Linked DNA regions of Mus musculus: region 1 is linked to region 2. A link is a contact called in public HiChIP or PLAC-seq data. All regions are on one chromosome and are shown on one strand. The core of a region is the stretch at or near the end of the contact, and the rest is flanking DNA. Distances in the headings are between cores, read along the strand shown. Region 1 overlaps Rapgef2 (Rap guanine nucleotide exchange factor (GEF) 2). Region 2 has its middle 28 kb from the start of Gm52609.

The links. HiChIP or PLAC-seq counts read pairs in DNA pulled down with a chosen protein or histone mark.
Region 1: a contact with region 2 is called in an H3K4me3 HiChIP or PLAC-seq map of the SCID.adh cell line, with 12 read pairs. The contact joins two enhancer-like sites. A contact is called at or near these places in 1 of 15 datasets of contacts at CTCF or cohesin (the G1E-ER4 cell line), 1 of 484 Hi-C or Micro-C datasets (nephron progenitors) and 2 of 115 datasets of contacts at active chromatin or transcription factors (the SCID.adh cell line and embryonic stem cells).

Annotation. Positions count from the first base shown.
Region 1 is chr3:79,100,540-79,103,239 of GRCm38.p6, forward strand. The region is part of intron 3 of Rapgef2 (Rap guanine nucleotide exchange factor (GEF) 2); the gene reads right to left. Among named protein-coding and RNA genes, the nearest start is that of Rapgef2, 44 kb to the right of the region's middle. Within about 2 kb of position 1,417, at least 15 of the 459 cell types and tissues checked have an H3K27ac peak or open chromatin away from gene starts, as enhancers often do. A contact at or near this core is called in the SCID.adh cell line, where this site is marked.
Region 2 is chr3:79,027,021-79,029,754 of GRCm38.p6, forward strand. No RefSeq gene overlaps it. Among named protein-coding and RNA genes, the nearest start is that of Gm52609, 28 kb to the right of the region's middle. Within about 2 kb of position 1,296, at least 24 of the 459 cell types and tissues checked have an H3K27ac peak or open chromatin away from gene starts, as enhancers often do. A contact at or near this core is called in the SCID.adh cell line, where this site is marked.

The DNA of each region.
Region 1 (2,700 bases), core at 167-2,666, 74 kb after region 2:
GAACTGGATAGGAAATGTCGACATCATATGTAAGAACAAAGGTTAAAGAGAGAAAAAGGGTCTAATACTAAATGTAAGCCATTCCCAGATTCAGTTGAAATACCATATTCAGGGACTGGAGAGAGCGTTAGGAGTTAAAAGGCATGCACTGTTCTTGCAAAGGGCCTGAGCTCAATTCTCAGCACCCACATCACAAAAGCCACAACTACTAAATACCTCGTATCTAAAAGGCATGGTTTATGGAGCAAAACCAACTATGATAAATTCACTTTCTTCAAAATAACTGAGACAAGGACACACATCCAGTGATCGTTGGGAACCCAAGGAGAAGTTGTTTTCTTTTGCAGTTCTTAAAAAATATCAGCAATTTCATCAACTTTAACTTAAATGCTCATTTGTGCATGCGAGCACCCACATCAGCTCTGTCACTTCGCTGCTGAGTAATGTTATCAAATAAAGGTTAGCCATCGCAGAGATGCTCCTGTTAGAAGCCAGCCAGCCAGCTTTGCGTTTATTTGTAGGACTATGAAGGGCGCTTGCTTTCCAGGAATTCTCAGAAAGGTTTTTCAGATACTAAGTAAGTCTTACGTTTCTAGGAACAATAGACATACTGTACATACTTTAATTTTAAATTTCTTACAACCATTCTAAAATTAACACATTAAAAAGAGAAGGTGCACCAGTCAGTTTACAAAAAGGAGGCCTTCAAATCAATGCATTTATAAGCAGTATTTAGGCTTTTAAAATGCCCATGGAAAGCACTCTAAAATAAGATGGTATGTTGAACATATAGACTTTTACTAGAAATGATAGTCGATAGATTTGTTTGTGATGTTGGCCTAGAACAAGAATAGTAGCAATTGGAAACAGATGATATGTCTGACCCGAGGAAGCCAAACTGTATGACCACCATTCCCCTGGCGCAACCTTCTGCCTCCTTCTGTGGAGATTGTCTTTAAATAGAACCACTCCCTTCAGCAGGGGGTGGGGCGTCTGGGACCCAGCAGGTAAACACATTTCATGGTTCACATGTTAGGAAACCTAAACTCATAGATTCACCAGGATCCTTTCCAGGGTTACGGATGCCATAACTGCTGGGGGAAGTGATTGGCAGCCAAACCGAGGAAAGGAGTCTCTACCATGTCCAGCTTCCTGGGTTGCAGGTCTCCTTAGCTTTTCAGTAATAGCATGCTTTTGAGCCATCCATGTTCCTGTAAGTAACCCCCAAATAAAATTCACTGGCCCATCAAGTTAGACTTTGTTCCTCTATCTCCTGTTCCGTACCCGGGGTGAGTAGACACACGCCATCTCCCCAGGAAAGATCTGTCTCACAACACTCTGTCAGCCTAGTCCCTGCTCCTTTCCCCTCACAGAGCCCATGCTATCTGCTGTATCTCCCCTGCCCCACAGCACACATTCCGCTGCAAGCTGTAGCTTCCCTTGCCTAGAGCAGGACAAGGTCCAATCTCTCCTCTTCATCCTGAGCTGCCAAGAACTAGAAAGTCCCTGCCACAGGAGCAAAATGAATGAACGATTACCAGCACAGGCTCTTCATCTCTAAATCGTCTGCAGTTCCAGCAAATGACTTCATTAGACATGAAATCAAAGGGCTGGTTTTCTATTTCCCACTATATGCATACAGCTTAAACTGCCGGTTTTCCCACAAGTGTGTTTGCATAAACTAAAACAAAAGCAGTAAGTTACTCGCACCTTCCCTTATCTAATCTCACTGAGTTGAGCTCACTGAATTCTCCTTCAAACATGTACAGGCTTAAAGAGTTAGTGAAGGGCACAACACACAAGTCGCCTGCGACTGGCAGAGGTACTTACAGACCCTAGAACTGGGTGGGAGATGGCCCTGGTGATCACCTAGTATCTTACACAAAAAAGGTCAGAGTTGGATGTGTATTCAAACGCAAAGCTACTATTAAGGAAACAAGTCTTGCTCCTATTAAAAGGGAGACATAACTCCCCTAATGGTTTTAATTTTGAGGGGCACTTCAGGGCTCAACCAGCACAAATCGGTCTTAGTTACGGTTTCTCTGGCTGGAGGCAGGGACAGAGTTACCACCACACACAATATCTCATTAAGCTCAATGACTTTCTAGTCCAGTGGTCCAAACTCTTTCCACAGTTCTGCCCTCAACATGCTCAGGTCTGTCATGAAATACCCCAATCCTGGTGCCCACTCTGCCTTAGTTAGGGGTTTTAACTTCACCTTACAACTCTCGGGTCATGCTTCACCATTGAAAACAGTCAGGGCAGGCACCCGGAGGCCTGACTGAAGAGACGCCATGGAGGAGGGCTGCTTGCTGGCTTGCTTCCCAAAGTTCACTCCACTTACTTTTCTTCTTTCCTTTTATTTATTCTCACACAGATTACATCCTGATGGCAATTCCCGCACCTCATCTCTCCCACTAGCTTCCCTTTCCTCCAAACTGCCCCCTCCTTCATCTCCCCTCTGAAAAGAGCAGGCTTTCAAGGGACATCAACCAAATATAGTATAACTAGCTACTGTAAGACTAGGCACAGATTCTGACATCAAGTTCGCCTGCCTTCTTATACATCCTATGGCCACCACCCAGACGGGCACTGTCTGCAGTTGGCGTGGCCCTCTGACACTAATCATCCAATGAAGAAAGTGCCCCCCTCCACTTGCCTACAGGCTGACCTTACGGATGAATCTTCTCAGTTACAATT
Region 2 (2,734 bases), core at 46-2,545:
CTCTTCCTTCTTTGACCTTCTTATCTCCGTTTTATAAATACCATCAGGACCACACTTGGGATCCAAAAGACAATGAGTACAACCTCTGCACCTCAAGGCCATTAACTGAATCATGTTCATCAGGGTCACTTGCCATATGAAGTTACAATTTTGAGTCCTGGGAATAAAGAAACCAATACCTTGGGGTGGAGAACTGGGCAGGGAGGATGGAGTTTCTATTACAGCTTAGTACACATGGCTTTAACTCATTTTGAATAATTGAACCAGTCTATACTCTTTTGAAATTTTGTTTTATATACATGAACAGCACAATATGACAAGATGAGCATTTTAGTTTGGCATCCTGTTTAATTGCTGTTTTGAAACTCTGTACTTTGCCCTGGCTCCTTCAATTCCATTTGCCTTCTAACAGTGACACGGTCCTAGCTATGGCCAGTTAATCAAATTCTCAGAAACCATCTTGTACTAATCAGAACTCTCTGGGTTGTCAGAGTAACCTGTCTTAACTGGCTTAGATGTTTTAAAATTATTGCTTACAGAACTGAAGCTCACAGGCCCTGGGCAGGTTCAGAGATAGATGGAGGCAAACACTCAGTTGCATCCTCAGGGGTTCCTTACCAGCTCCAGTCCCTTGGCTTGCCCTGCCTTCTATGTTGGATTTTCTGTTCTGAGCTGGAAGCTACTAGAAAAATCTGGTATTCTAATGTATCAATGGATTTGGAAGCCTTAGCAGAAGATAAAAATATCTCCTCCCCTGAAGTTCCAACAAGATCACAAGGAGGCTTCTTCTTCACCCACTGGGCAGGGATGGTACCACTTGGATGTGCTGTACTCCTGGAACCAAGAGTGAGCGCCAAGTAAGGTAAAAATCAGCAGATGTGCGTGGGGGTCAAACAAAACCAACACATCTGCTCTGCTCTCAGACCCCAGGCTATATACTCCATGTAGAATGTATAACAGCTATTAGTTTCAGAAGGCCAATATTTCTATTTCTTAAAGCTAGATCCTCCCCTTTATCCTTGAGCTACACAACGCTAATTGGTTCTTTTGGGGTTTTCAGATACCATGGAAATAGAGGGATGATCTTTTCTCAAGCCTAGGACTGGATTTTAAAAGAACTGTTTATTAAAATGACTTGGGTACTCTGGGGGGCGGGGTTAAGAAAACCACAACACAAAAGGCTTGGCCCTGTCTGAAAAGTCTGTCTAAATCTGTTTAACTGGAGGAAGTGGAAGAGATAACAAGGGTCTGGACTGTCAGAAGATAAAAGACAACGATGAAAGTGTGGCGTGTGGCGTGTGGCGTTGGGGCGCTTCTCTCCTTCCCAGCGAAGCACAAAGAGCTGCTTATCTAACAGAGGCGGTTGTTCTGCAAACTCCAGGCTAGATGATAAAAGGCGGCTGATGAACCTTTTCTTCTGTGTCTTCTCAAGTTATTTCCACAGGCTGGTTCTGGGGATTTTCAACTTCAATTTCTCAGCAGAGTGTTCGCTCTTTGCCCGAGATTACATACCTATTCTTTGCCTGGTTTTCGTCTTTATTTTATTTGGAAAAAAATCAATTTGGCTGAGGAACCTCAGAATTGAAAATGGCAGGAGTGGAGCCAGCTCTCTGCCAGACTACCTGCTCTGGAACATGTAACCATGACACTCCATTGAGAGGATCATGACAACTGGTCACTTAGCATAAAACCTAGAGTTCTCCATGCTAATTAGGTATCCAGATAGGCCCTGAGTGTTCAGCCTATGAGCTTCCCTTCCTGGGCATCCCTTCCCACAAAGGTATTTAAACCCCGGTAACCTTAAGTAAGATGTGCTCATTAACATTTGCTATCAAAGAAGACAATTTGGACGAGCAAGGACCACCGCGTCCATCAAGGATCACCGTGGGGGGAGGCCGTTGTGGTAAAGAGCAGCACCTTTATCTCCCAAGAAGGCTTTCTCTCTCCCAGACCCTGCATACGTTCCGCACTCACCCTGAACCAAACTGGGTTCCTCCCAGTTTCTGGGCTCTGCCTTCCCCTTCCAGCCTGGTTCATAAATGCCCTGAGGGGAGACTCAGATCCCCGGAATCTAGTTCCCAGTCTAACCCCCGCAGTGCCTGAGTACACAGGAGACCGGGAACCACAGCAACTTTCCCAGACCCCACTGTTCCCACCCAAGAAAATACAGACTGAGGGCCCCTACTTTGGACTGTGTTCCGCCTCCCCTGAGTGGCTTGCCGATGGGCCAGTGGGCAGTGCTCGGCACCCCAGTGGAAGGCAGACACAGGCATATGTGTCTTTACTTGCATTTAAGGAGGGAATGTGAAGGGGATCTCTTTCGGGTAGGGGTACCAGTGATTGAACCAGGACCTTACATGTAGTGAGCAGATTGTATCCTAGTGCTTAATGATACACTCAGCCCCATAGATCTCATTTTTAATTCACGGAAACTCTTCTTCAATGTTATCATGCTGCTAATTGTTCCTTCCTTATAGCTACTCAAGACCTTCGTGGCAAATGCAAACACCACCGCCCATCTCCCCAAGGCATCTGGTTTTCTTCCTCCAGCCATTTTCCTTTCTGATGACGTCTGTGATGGGTGGATTTGGAGTCTAGGTAAGTTGTTAGCCCTTCGCGCTCCTCAACCCTGGAGACTGGAAAAGCTAACTTGTCAAATTAAGACAAGTCAGAAAGGTACCTTTGTAAAGAAAATCAAAAATTTCTGAAGTTAGAGGGTGGCAGAAGGGGGCAA